2 separate regions of the Macaca mulatta genome follow, and region 2 is linked to region 1. Evidence: chromatin contacts called from public Hi-C data. All regions are on one chromosome and are shown on one strand. Each heading gives the region's core, a stretch centred on a gene start, on an enhancer-like site or on the middle of the called end of the contact. The rest is flanking DNA. Distances are from core to core; before and after follow the strand shown. Region 1 holds the start of TBL1XR1 (TBL1X/Y related 1). Region 2 overlaps LOC106996985 (a long non-coding RNA gene).

Region 1 (7,213 bases), core at 1,456-3,955:
CAGGAGTTTGAGACCAGCCTGACCAACACGGAGAAACCCCATCTCTGCTAAAAATACAAAATTAGCCGGGCGTGGTGGCACACGCCTGTAATCCCAACTACTCGGGAGGCTGAGGCAGGAGAATCACTTGAACCCGGGAGGCGGAGGTTGCAGTGAGCCGAGATTCTGCCATTGCACTCCAACCTGGGTGACAAGAGCGAAACGCCGTCTCAAAGAAAAAAAAAGTACTCCTGCTCTCTCTTCAATTAGTGTGATCCAACAGTGGTGAGTAAAGTACATTTTACTGCAATGAATTTATAAGTCCCCAGACTCGATGATCTTCATATTAAAATGCAGTCATTTATGCACAGAAATGTCTTGTAAACTATAGGGATATAAACAAATGCATGGATTATTATCATTGTTAGGAGGCTCAACTAACGCTGAACAACTTTAGGAGGCAGCTTGGTGTAGGGTATAAGAACTTCAGGCTGGAAGGCCTGATCCTATGAACCTGAAGGAGGGTGTCTCCTCCCTTGTGGAATAAGGGAGAGAGGTCATTTAGGGGAAGGAGAAAGCATGGGGTAGGCAGCTTTGAATATGACGCTTAAGAACTGTATGGTTGAGAAGTCCTCATTCACTGAAAGTGGGGTTTGATTTTACGGTCACTGCTGTATGGAGAAGACCCGCCCGTGGTAGCACAATATGAAACTTAAAAAATAATCTAAGCCAATAGATATGTTTCATTGAGTGGCTCCACCGAGATGGTTTATTTATTGAAGACAGGGTATGTTTAGTGATATCTATGCCATTAATCAACTCAAAAAAAAAAAAAAAAAGGAAGATACTATACTCTTCTCAATTCTGAAATAAAGTCTTCTGAAAGGTGTTAGTTTTGAGGTAAACAAGCCTCAGCTTTAGAAGCCTATTGAAATGCAAAACTTGCTTTGTGCGGTTTCCCTGTACACTCTGCATAGTGTTTTGGAAACCTGCAGTTATCTAAATTCCCATCGGGTGACATTGTTTAATCCAACATTCCCACTTTCATACATCAAAATAGCTCTAAGGCCACACCACTGATATGCTTTGAACTCTCTTTCTGGTGGTTGGAAGGGAGTTTCCAATCCCACTACTCCCTTTCCTCTGATGGTTTTCCTGCTCCCTGCCCCACTAGGTCATTCAGGAAAGGCCTCTGGCAGCTCCCCCAAGCAAGGGCTCCTGGGGGAAAGAGACATTGACCTTAGCCAAGAAACCACCTGTCTAATCACTGAACGTTTTAGGCCACCAGGAGTCCACACTGGTGCAAGTTACAAGTAGTGTGTGTGTGTGTGTGTGTGTGTGTGTGTGTCGCAAAACTTTAGGCTTCTGATACTGAGAGGAAATGATAGTCGCTTTAAAGTGATCGCTACATCTATTTTCAAATATTGTGATGAGAGCAGGAAAACAGTACCCTTCACCTTTAAGAAAAAGCTGCAAATATTATTTTGCTTTGAAGGCAGTAATAACCGAAATAACAAAAAGGTTTCAAGTGGTATCTTAATTAAAAGGGTGGCTGCTTCTCCAGTCCTGAGCTTATACAGAGCTCTAAGAAGCGCCCCACCCCATCTTTCTGAAAGTCTTAGAAAGATTACCACCCCATTTGCTTTAAAACCTGAAGTGCCTCCCTTCTTTAAAAACGACCCCCCTCAATCATACTGCCCACATTATCACTTATCAAAGGTACACTTTATAAACAGCCTTGCTGTGCTTCACACATGCAAAAAGTATACAAAGTGGGTAAACTTCTACTGTGGATGCCACCGTGGAGGTATATGTTTAGTAAACATTTAGTTACATTATTTTATTTTTGTGAAATAAGAACTGATCGACCAAACCTTTCAAACAGACCCACCAGATGATAAATACCACCATATGCTTGATTCACAGTACATTTGGGCATAAACACTTCAATTACAGCTTTGTGTTTAGTATCAAAAATCCTTTCTTGTGTGCGTGTTTTCTCTCCAGATCCCGTGCTCTGGATCACATTTTGAAAGTCGCTTAATACAGATAAAGCACCTTTCCAGGTACGCTTCCGAGAACCATATGTATTTACGCACACAAAGGTGTGCACAGAGATTTTCACAAACAAATGTCCATATGATGCCGCGCCGCGCTCCCGCACATGCCCGCCGCGTGTGCGCCCAGCCCCCAGCGCCGCCGGGCCGCCCCCAGGACACGCGGAAGCCCGCGGCCTCCTTGGGAAACTTCGCCAGCGGCTCCACCCCGGCCACCGCGCGGGCCTCCCCGCCCCCACCCGTCTCGGGCCCAGCGGCCCACACCCGAGCACACTCAGGCCAGCCCGCGGCGGTGGGGGCGGGGCGGGCGGCCCGGGGCCCCGAGGCGCCTTTGAGTGCCCGCGGGGCTCGCCTGATTTTTAAAAAGAATGCGCCGCACAGCCCAGCCCCCAGCGCCGCCGGAGCGGGCCGGGAGGGAGAGGAGCGCGGCAGCTGGAGCCCCCCCCGCCGCGCCGCCGCCGCCACCGCCTCCCCGCGTCCGCGGCGCCCCTCCCCCGCCGGCCCCTCCCCCGCGCGCCCGCCCGCTCGCCCGCCCGCCCGGCGCAGGCCGCTCGGGTTTGTTTTGCTGCGCGGCCGCCGCCGCCGCCGCCGCGGGCCTCGCGAGCTCATTTGTGCCTGGCTGGTCCCCATTCCTCTCTCCCTAGTGTTGAGTGTCTGAGCCGTTGGCTGCTCCGAACCGTTTGGCTCTTTCCCTTAGTAACAGCTTTTACCTTCTGCCTCAATTCCTCTCCCCGCTCGCGCCCTTCCCCCGCGCGCCGCCTCCCCCCGCCGCCGGCCGCGTGCGCCCCCGCCCCTCCCCCAGCGGCGGGAGCACCTCCGCTCGCCACCTGGGGACCCGCGCCGCGCTCCCCGCCCCCGCCCTCCCGGCGCCCATCCCCCGCGCCCTCCGCTCGCTGGGGTTATAATTGCCTCTCACCCCCCGGAGGGGTTATTTTGGGGGTGGTTGGAGGCGGTGGCGGCGGCGGCGAGGAGGGGAATTTCCTAGTGCCTCCATTCCCGGGAGGGGGGAGCGGCGTTGGAGGCCACCGTTTCCAGGTAAGCGCTGGGGGCCGGACCCCGGAGTGGGGGCGGTCGCGGGCCTGGGCGGGGGGCGCGGGCCAGAGGCGGCCGGGGGCGCTGGGCCGCGGGGGATGGGCGCGAGTGGAACATGCATTTTTCAACTTGGCCCTTGGGGGAACTGGGCTTGCGTGGGGGGAGGGAAGGCAGGGAGGGCACTTGGGGCGCCCCCATCCCCCCGTTTTCCTCTCTCAGGTTTCTTTGAAATGCTCACGTGCCTGCCCACCCCCTACCCTTTCCTGGTCTCGGGGGATCCTCACCCTAATTATGTTGTCCCCGAAAATGTGCACCTCGGCCTTCTCCCCCTCTTCCTCCCTTCGTGCATTTACACCCCCTTTTTGTGCGTGTGTGTATGGGGGGGGGAGGCTTTTAGGAAAGGATTTGCAGCAAATTGAATCAAGGAGCCATCATGAGGCCGACTCCTTTATAGCCTATTTTTAGCAGAGGAGAAGGAGCTTTTCGGTGTATGCTATTTTGTGAAACCTCGGGCGGCAATGGAAATCTCCCCTCCCCAGGCGCGTCCCCGGCCCGGGCGCGGCGACCCCGGCCGGCGTGCTAGGGGCTGCGGGCGGCTGTTGGGGCCGCGCGTCCGGGGCGGGGGCGCCGGCCGGGGGAGGGGCGCGCGGCAGCCAGGCCTTGCTCCGGGACGTGTTTATTTGTAACTTAGTGCTTTCTATCGTCTTAAGGAGGTATTTGGTGGAGATTCTTTGAAGTTGGGTTCAGGAGTGTAGAATTGGCAAAGTTATTGTCAGCTTCCTGGTAAGTTTTGGGTGGCACAGAGTCACGTTATTTTCTGACAGTGTAAAGGCCACGTTGTGAGGGTGGTTTCTCGGTAACTTCCTCTTTGCAACCGATTTAATTTTTTGAACAGAAGCAGACTTTTATTTAAGTGGAATATTAATCTTAAATGGCAGCTCGAGGGAAGCCATCCATGCGTTAACGTGTTCAGTATTTTTGGAAGTTCTTAATTTGCTGAAGCAGGCATCACTTCGCATTGGTAACCGGGATTAAATTTAGGTTGTGAAAATGGTGTGTTTCATGTAAAATTTGGGTTGTGGCTTTGAAAAAATGCTCTCTTTGTTGGATTGTCTTAAGTGTCTCTAAGATAATTTGGTGATTACAAATGAGAAATGTTGGAAACTAGTTAGAAATTAGGTGTTCTCAATGTCTGGAGTTTACTTAAAATCTTGGACTGTGCAGGCACCGGGGGTGAAGAGTTTTAGTACCTATGTGATTTGCAGTTGACTTAGGAAAGTTTACTGTTCACTTTCTTGTTTTCCAAACAGGAACCGTATGCTGATCTAAACAAACTTGTTAATAAAATGTAGTGGGTGAAAATGACAGGTTATTTTTAGTCTGAATTTTAAGACTGAATGGTTTCTCCACCCCCCACCTCATGTAATTAAGTGATCTTCTTCCCCCTCCTTTTTTTCCTAAAGGCTCCTTCTCCAGTTTGGATAATAATAAGGCCCTCGTGGTGTCTTCATCCACTTACCTGAAACAACTTGGAATAAATAATTTCGATTACACGTTGAAGATAACAATGAGTGACTGTTTGGGTTTTCCAGTGTGATTCATTTTCATTTTTGTTAAAATAAGACCCATGCTACATTGATGTATTTTAGTAATGCTGACTTCCTGGGATTGTATGTTCTCACCATTTTAATAAGTTTATAGTCTGAGGCACCTTTGTCTCCCCGAAAACATGGTGTATGTTGGGTGGTGTCCTGGGAGTTGATGGCAAGCTTCCCAAATTGTTGAGAGTTCTAGAAATAGTTAGCATTTACCTGTGGGGGAGGGGCTGCAGGAAGAAACTATGCCTGAGAGCGGTTAGGCGTGTGATGTGTGATTAGGCTTCTTGCTATTAAATCCAGGTTTTCTTGTTTGGAATATTTTTTTTTCCAGCCCTATCCTGCACTGAGATGTACGTAATCACAATCATTAAATTCATAAGTAACTATTTTTTGACGTTTGAGTTGTTAGAATCAGACCTGCAGTACAGAAAAAATACTGAACTGTATGTGGGATGAAAACTACGTGCCTGGGAAAAGTTTTTCTTAGTGTTAAGGAACTCAATAAAGTGACATGTTAATGGCATAAAAATTGTTGCAAAGCTCACCGTCAGTTTATAAGACATTTTTCTTTTAACATATACCAGCTTTGGGTATTAATGTGGGAGACACTGGTGGTAAGTGGAGTGGCCCCTTGCAGAGATGATGTTTTTGCGTTGGTTGCTTCAAAGAAGTGTTAAGCATTTTAATACGTACGTCCAAGAATCTTTTTGATATTTGTATTCTCGACACCTAATTAAAGGTTTTGCATGATTATCATGACACCAGTCTCCCGAAGGAACTAGAGCTAACTGCTTCCTGTGTTCTAGGAGCCTTTCAAGCTCACATGTAGAAAGGGCAGAAGATAATATGAACATAGGGGTTACTGATAAAAGGAAATATATTAATAGACCTTTTGAACATCAACCTGTTGATTAAATCCATCAGTGCAGTATACATACAACCTTGTCAGACAAGTAGGTGACAAAGGAATCTCCCTTGTTTGTACAATTTGTAGCAGTACTGTTACAAATAATTTCTGACCTGACACATTTTGATGAAGTTGGTTGAAATAGTTTGTTGGGTTTGTTCAATTTTGGTGTCATTTATATAAAAATAATAGAGAAGAATGAATGGTAGGAAGTTAGGGGAGAGGTATGGCAGAAACATTGGCATTCACTAAAACTTGTATTTTTCTAGTGCATGTGAATTGGACTCACTTCACAACATTTACAGTATAAGTCACTGAAATGCAAAAAAGGAAAGCAGCCAGCATGAGACATTTATACTTTATGCTCAGACATTCTAGTGGTAGAGGAGGGCTAGGACCCTAGAGCTGTGTAGTAAAGAATTGTTGAGTATCGTTCAGTTTAGGTGCCACCAAGGTGGTATCTCATGCTCTGCCACCAATAGAAACCTGAAGTTAAAAAGAAAGGACTCTGTGAGAGAGCTGATACTGGAGAGATTTGGCTGTTTACCCCTCTGGGATTGGGTTCGGTAAGAGTGCAATTGATTGCCCTGTTACCACAGAGCCAGAGGAGAGGGACTAGGTGCTCAGGGCTATGCTCTAGGAGATGTGAGGTGCTTTCTATGCCGTTTATACCCCAGGCTAATCCTAGGTAGTGTTGGGCTTTTTTTGTGGATGATGAAACAGAGGTGCAAAGAAGTTAATTCACTTGTTCAAGGCCACAAAATGATTAAATGAACACTAGGATTCAAACCTGGGTCTGTCTTAGATGACTGAATCTGCGGAATTTTTCCCAGCTGTTTTGTTAGTCTTGATCTGTGTAGATACCCTTCCAAAACCTTGTGTTTCTGATCAAGTTTATGATCTATAGTTGAGCATCTGTACTAACTGGGTCAGGTGATTGCATGGTTAAATGAAATTCATAGAACTCATATCATTGTGTTGAACTCCCTAGCACTATTTAATAAGATGCAGTCCTACTGGGCACGGTGGCTCATGCCTGTAATCCCAGCACTTTGGAAGGCTGAGGCGGGCAGATCACGAGGTCAAGAGATCGAGACCATCTTGGCCAACATGGTGAAACCCCGTCTTCTACGTCTCTACTAAAAATACAAAAATTAGCCAGGCATGGTGGCGGGTGCCAATAGTCCCAGCTACTCGGGAGCCTGAGGTGGGAGAATCTGGGAGAACCTGGGAGGTGGAGGTTGCAGTGAGCCAAGATCACGCTACTGCACTCCACCCTGGGCGATAGAGGGAGACACCCTCTCAAAAACAAACAAAAAACTAGTGTAGGAAAAATCATTGAAATCTTTGTGTTGTAGCATAGTGGTTACAGTGAGTTCAAACTCAGGCTCTATCCCTTACTAGCTGTGATGTTGGGGTAGTAGCTCCTCATGCGTTTTATTTATTTTTTTAAATTTTTATTATATTTTATTTTTTTGAGATGGAGTTTTACTCTGTTGCCCAGGCTGGAGTGCAGTGGTGCGATCTTGGCTCATTGCAGCCTCCACCTCCTGGGGTCAGGTAATTCTCCTGCCTCAGCCTCCTGAGTAGCTGGGATTACAGGTGTCCGCCACCACTCCTGGCTAATTTTTGTATCTTTA
Region 2 (7,213 bases), core at 3,197-5,696, 630 kb before region 1:
GGCAGAGGGCGATGGTGGGGGGTGGGTGGAGAAGAGGCTGAAATTTGGAAAGATGTTTACTGAAAAAAATAAGACAGATGGAAAGCTCCACACCAGAGTGAGATTTGGGGTAATCTATCATTCATTAATCAATTTGATCCAAGACAAAATATACATAATGATATTAAAATGTGAGGATTTCAGCCACTGATTGCTCTTAGAGCAATCCAAAGCCTGAGACCATGCTCTGCTGTGAAAACAGGCTGCCACGGCCAAGGCCCCAGACCAGTGCAAAAGGCATTTGATGGACAAGAAGGTGAACTCAAGGGAAAGGGTGTTGGACTGAGCCACAGTGCCTTAGGGGGTAGTCACTGGATTGGATGAATTATGTACCCCAGTGAGACTGGACCAGCAGCCATGATACCCCAGAGGAAATTACACAGGCCAAGAAAGAAGAAAACACATTTAACATTTCTAATAGTAGTAATTATCTGGATTTATTGATCAATTCACTGAGCTTATCTGAAAGACAAGAAAACAAACTGGGATTTGTCACTGGCTACAGTCACAGCCGCTGTGTGTCAGCTTTAATTTACAACCATTCTCTTTGACACACAGTCTTTGTGGTATTGAGCAAGAATTGGTAAGCCTTGTAAGTGGCTCATTTATATGACTTCTGCGGATACGTGGACCTCGCCTAATGCACATCAAAGAAACAAGCTGGACACTTGAGCTACATTTCAGTCTCTTAGGTAACAAAGTTGTGTACAATAGTGCTATTGGGGCACTTTTTGTTTTGGTACAATCAAGACATGTAGAATCTTGCAAAATTAATTATGGAAGGAGAATATTTTTATTACTCTTCAGTGAGTAATCTAGTTCAGCCAACATTTCTTGGCACTCATGTACACTGTTGCCCACAGGGTTATTTTTTGTTAGATTTCCTAATAGGATCTGATATTGTACATTGTAAACACATAAGTAAAATAATCAAGGCCCAAGGTTTTTAATTTGTTTAGTGTCAGGATATTTTTCTTTTCTTTTTTGAGACAATGTTAGACATATAGAAGAGTTGCAAAATAGTACAGAGAATTTTCTTAGAGCCTTCTCCCAGCTTCCCTTAATGTCGACATTTTGCATAACCATCATACAATTATCAAAGCTAAGAAATCAACATTGCTCCAATACAATTTACTAAACTACAAAATTTACTCAGATTCCATTTCTTTCACTAATGTACTTTTGCTGTCCCAAGATCTAACAGAGGTCTGATTTTAATACAAGGTTGTCTTTTCATGTAAGAGAGGAGGTGGAGTTCTTAAGTCATGGGATCCCCTAGAAGTTAGGCTCCATGGCAACCAAGACCTTGTCAGTCTTGTTTATCTCCGTAACCACAGGCCCAGGAATAGTGCCTGGAACATAGTGGCTTGAACATGTTGAGTGAAGGAATGACTAAGTGACCAGTCAGAACATTCTCTTCATTTTTACAGAAAGAAACTCAACAAGACTAGATTCAAGGGATTCTTTTAAATATTTCATTTTACCTCAATGTCTAAATTCTCATGGTTACTTTGGGATTTTTATATGGCATAGTTAGACTGGAATTAGACTTGAATGATTAAGAATACTGGAGAAACAGATAACAATCCACCACTAACTACCTCTTACTCTAACCTACAAAGGTAGGCTAAATGCCATTACCTGTGTTCCATTAAGTATATTTTATACTGTATTTATTATACAAGGCAATAATTAACTGTGCATTATAGAATGAACTTCTGGATGACAGTTTTTTCATCTGATTATGCCAAATACCTAATTTATGTTAGATACATAGCAACACTGAATAAACGCATGGTTACCTTTCTTCAGTACACCAATATCACCTATACACCAGCATCAAACAGACAATGTTATTTACATCACTTTGTTGATGGTAATAATGAACAAACTGTTCATTATTAACAATAATGTAAAATTGTTCATGAGAAAACTGAATTTCACGCCCATATTCTAAACCAAACCCTTAAGGGAAAGTTTATTCTAAGACCAACTAACATATTCTGATCTTCTTTTTAACTTCTAGATGTATTTGTGACTTACAAGAAGTACACTTATGTTCTTTACATGTTTGTTAGACTTGCCCACCAAACAGAGTAACCTGGTTTATTTTGACTATGTTATTCAAGTACTTAAAACACAGCCACATGCTATAAGCTACTCAATAAAAAGCTGTCCTTGGTGTAATCAAAAGCAGAGCAGAGAATATGAAAGCCATTCACAGCCATGCCCCCAATGCTTTATGGCTACTTCCTAAAACCATCATTCACTCTCACACACAGTGACTCAGGCAAACCCACATCCTTCTCCATGACAGGCGCTGTTGCCCTCCTGGTTTAATCCTTCTGGGAGGCAAGACCTCATGATGAGAGCAAAGGAGTTTAAAAGGTTTTAGATCAGCCAGCTGGTGGATAGGACAGAACTCCAAGTAATCAAAGATAATTCACTCCTGGGTGCATGTGTAGTCACACTGTAAGCAAGTCTGTCTGTCAACAAAAAACAAACACAACTGAGAAATCGCATCATAGAGAAACAGGTAAAAGGGCCCATGTAGAGGAAAACACAGGATGCTAGAGAGGTAAAGTAACTCACCTTAGACCACACAATGAAAGTCCCAGTTAGCAGCCAAAATACTTCAGAATGAAAATCATTGGATTGATTTTTCCAAAATCACTGCTTCAAAACCACTAAAGCTAACAGCAGCAGGTATTGCAAATCAGGCTGTGTTGCTCCTTTGCTTGACACTTTTGAATGGGTTCTGGTTGTGCTGAGGGGCCAAGCTTGTCAATGTAGTTTACCAGCACTTCAGTTCTGTGATCTTGCTTGCCTGCCTGTCTCACCACTCATCATTCCCACTTATACTCCACCGGCTCCCATCACACTGTCCTGTTCGGTGTTGATCTGTGATGTCGGGTCCATGTTCCATGTTGTGTTTGGTCCCTGTTCCCTCTGCTAGATGAATGTCACCCTGTCAGACACCACCCTCCTCTTTGCTCTCCTTGGACCCTATATTTCCCTACTTAACACTGCTTAGGGCAGAAATGAAATTGGTCTTGTTTGTTTGTTTATTTGTTTGTTTTTGCCACTTTCTCTACAAAATGATAAAAAAACTTGAGAGCAGCAATCATGTCTTTCTGATTCATTGCTGTATTCCCAGGCCTTTGTACCATGCTTGACACATGGTAACTATTAAATAAATATTTTTTCAAAAAATATATTAAATTAAAAATGTCTTGTTAATTGCCTATAAACAATTACTAAATATCCCATGAATATCATTTTCCCCCTGGGAAAATAACACTATGTAAGTTTAAAACAAAGCCATATAATATTTCATAGGGGTTGGTTTGCTACAAATTGAAAATCAGGTCATTATCATTATTATTCCCAAGCATCATGCTATATCTATGCCGTTTAATAAATTAGGTTAGCAAAAACTACACTCACCCACCCTATTCCCACAAAATGATACTCAGAAAGCAGTTTCAACATTCTGGGCTCTTAGAGATCTGGTCCACTACTTTTGGATTTGGAGCTGTCTCCATAATAGTTAAAGAAGAAAGCTTTGAATTCCTAGCCCCTGAACACCAGGTATCAGGACCTTGGGCACTGTGACATTGGAGCCCATACACCTTCTTGCTAACCCTAAAACAACAAGCCTGCACCACCCACTATATGCATCCTTTCCACTGTAAGGATGAATTTCCTGTAAAGAAATGCCTTATAGCACAGTGTTATTTTATGCAGATAAAAGAGCTAAACTTTTATTTTTCTCATATTCCAGGGTTTTTCTGAGGGGACCACGTGATGATAAAGCTGTCTTTCTGCAAGTATTTACATCTCCTGTCTTCTTCCGCATGTGCATAAGGGATTGCGTTTGCATCCCTGCCAAGATAAGTCTTAATTGATTTTTTTTCAGGTGTTTCCTACTGCCATGGCAACCATAATCAAATATATTTTCATGAATAGCTTTGTCAATTGCAATATAATATTCTCACTGAATGCAGCCTCCAGTTCTCTTTCTACAAAGCTCTCAGGAGCTTTCTCTTCTCTGGCCTAACATTTCTTTTCCTTCAAGCCTCTAGGCCCCATGAAAATCATATATTTAAATAGCACACATGGTTTCTTAAAACGAGAACCTCCTATGATTTCCATCAGTAATAACACACACAAAGATGAAAATAGAATATGCTTTCAAAGGTGATAGATATTTTATTACTGTCATGATTTGTCAAATACCTATAATCCCTCTCAAATCACCTTTGATGGTGTTATTTCGTTTTTTGTTTTTGTCTCCCAAGAAAAATCACTATTCATCTTAAGAGAGAACATCTTGTCAAGTGTTGCAGTTCAACAAAATAAGGCAAACATCTCTGCCAAAATGCAGCAAATGTGATTACACAAGGCCAAGGAGAAGCCCATAATTAGATCATTACCATGGAAACAACCTAATTACATGTGTAAAGCAGTGAGGGCTGAGTTGTAGATCTGAATATGTTAATACCATTGTCTATGTTATAATATTTCTGCTGCTTAGCTTTCCCCAAATCTAAAATATAAAGTATATAGATAAATCTTAACTCAGTTTAAATGAATGAAAAAATACTGTACAGTTACGTGAATGGAGTTCAGGGATATTCACTCTATTATAAACATAAACATATACCTTAAATGAGAAAAAATATTTCAATGTGCATATTAATAATAAATGTACACTAGCATGTAAATAGCTGAATGGCCTTAAGTGTGCATTCCAGAATTTCCTACTGTGAAAAAAATATTTGCTAGAACAACCACAGTTCCAATAAGGTAATTTAATTGTTCAACTACATTTGATGATTTACACTCAGAAATAATTTTATATTGATCTTCCCTCAGTTATGTAGAGGCCTGTTGTTTCTTTAAGGACTCATTTGATCCCTGAAGGCTAAAATGTACATCTCCATTCGTTATTCAGGCCACAGTTAAAGAAATGTGCCGAATTCTTAGGAGCAGGGGAGAGGTTACTCAGAACTTTATTCATATAGGTGTGCCTTTACTTTTTTAAATTACCAAATCTAAGTATCTGTTCCAACTGCCTTTTAACACTAATTGCAAGTGCTTTTGTGGCTAAATTTCTTTAGTACCTTCATCACTCTTCTTAACTGTTCATTTGGAAAGCATCTTCTCCAGCAGCACCAGATATTAGGTAGTCCCTGACCTCCTCCACCTCTCTCGGAAAACAACGTGGCTTCCAGAGTTCAGAAGGGCAAGAGAGGAGATGTTGCTGAGGTTCCTTCCTCCCAACCTCTTACCCTTACACAATCATGATCAGGATCAGAGAGAGGATTCCAGAGCACAGGGCTGAGGGCAAGAGTGTGAAGGGTCTTGTCGTTTCTGACTGGTCTGCACTTCTCATGCCACCTGTGCCTCTGACTCTAGCAATGCCTCTCTCCTACTGTCATTCCCTACCCTTCTCTGCAGCTATAAGAACTGGTCTCCTTCTGGGGAGGAGGAAGAATGAAGGAAAGTATGGCTCTTTTGGATAAAGGTACAACGTCATTCTGGTGCAATCTTCCGTATGCCTCCCTTAGCTTTCTTTTCATAGCACATCACACACACACACACACACACACACACACACACACACACACGCATACAACATGCAACCTAAGAACAGAATAGATGTGGTAAATACATCAGCAGCACAGGTATCTAAATAACTAAGTCCGTCTTTAACAGAGGACCCAAGGGGTATAGTGCATGAACAGGTAACTAGCTGGGAACAGAAAATAGAGCCCATCAACACATAGAATCTGAAGGAGGAAGGGAGCTTGACAGAGAGAAAATAGCTGGACTTAAAGTCAGACCATTAGATCGCTATGTTGTGTGAGTAACTTTCCCTCTGGGTCCTCAACTGTCCCTCTCTGCAAAGCAATAGGATGAGGCTGGATGGCATTTAGGTCTTCTTTGAGTTCTAATATGTTCTTTCTATGGCTGTAACATAATCTGGGTCAATGCTGCTTCCTGTTTGCCCTCTCATTCAGCCTGGCTGGTCCTGGACGAGGATGTTCCTGCTCCCTTTACTGTCCATCCACCCAGCCTGGAACACACGCACTGTTAAGATAGAAAGAAGGAGCCTGAAATGGAGACAAGATTACTCTATTTGTCTTAAGCAAATCCTATCACCTCTGTGAGCCTGCATTGCCTTTTCAGTCAAATGACAGCCGTCTGAAGGGTATTCAGATGGGCTAGTGAGTGAAGGGATCTCTACAAGCCCTTCCAGCTGTTCCAATGTAACATCCCATAAAGAAGGTTACTTTTATTTGTGTACTTCTTTCAGCAGTCTCTCCCATACACAAAAACCTCTGGTGACTCCCCATTTTCATAAATGCCAAACCCAAAAGCCACTGCCTGTCTTTTAGAGCACCTTTCAATCTAGCAGCAGTTTTCTTGCCCAAACTCGTTTCACTCTATATTTATTTCCCACCATCCCTCACCTCAAACTCACTGGTCCAGCCAGGTTTTTCCACAAATCCATGTATCCTCAATCCCAGTTTTCTCCCCACTCCCATGCTGCTTCTTTATTCACGAGCCTGACACATGGTAGGCCCTCAATACAGGTTTGTGACTTGACTGTCAAAGCATTCTCTCTCCCATATCCAAACCTCATCCCAGTTTTCGAGGAACAGATTAAGCCTTACCCCAGCTGTGAGGCTTGCCATGGTGTCTGTGAATTGCATGATCGTGCTCTCTAATCTACAGAATTTATGATGTGACACACTAGTTAGGACTGACGGTCATGACCTCTTAATCACTGTTGAAAGTGTGGGGAAATTTACTACTCCTTATGAGTAAACATTCTGAAGATGAGTAGCAAGACTTCTATTTCTTTATAATTACCCCATCACCTAATCCCACACCGAATCCTTGGTAGGTACTCAGGAAATATTAGAATGATAGGCTGGGAGGTGCTCCAAGAATATTTCCTAACCAGGATGAATATCATTGATGTTGTACAATCTCCACTTGGCAAAATGCACATCTTTCAAAAGGCAATTCAAACGCCAGTTCAATGTGGCCTTTTCTCTATCCTGCTAGGCAGAGCTTGGCTTTTCCTTTCTTACAAATGTCTATCGGTACTTCTCTCATTGTCATAACTATTTGTTTATAAATCTGTCTCTCCACCTAAACA

Evidence for each region. A called contact is a pair of places that touch in the nucleus more often than the background predicts.
Region 2: a contact with region 1 is called in a Hi-C map of fetal cortex germinal zone, with 3 times the contacts expected there. The contact joins the enhancer-like site here to the promoter of TBL1XR1 in region 1. A contact is called at or near these places in 2 of 14 Hi-C or Micro-C datasets (fetal cortex germinal zone and fetal cortical plate).

The regions. Positions count from the first base shown.
Region 1 is chr2:89,170,678-89,177,890 of T2T-MMU8v2.0, reverse strand. It overlaps TBL1XR1 (TBL1X/Y related 1), which reads left to right and starts at 2,705. Exons shown (of 18, transcript XM_077994184.1): 1 at 2,705-3,071.
Region 2 is chr2:89,803,559-89,810,771 of T2T-MMU8v2.0, reverse strand. All of the region lies in intron 1 of LOC106996985 (a long non-coding RNA gene), which reads right to left. Among named protein-coding and RNA genes, the nearest start is that of TBL1XR1, 630 kb to the right of the region's middle. Within about 2 kb of position 4,446, at least 8 of the 40 cell types and tissues checked have an H3K27ac peak or open chromatin away from gene starts, as enhancers often do. A contact at or near this core is called in fetal cortex germinal zone and fetal cortical plate, where this site is marked.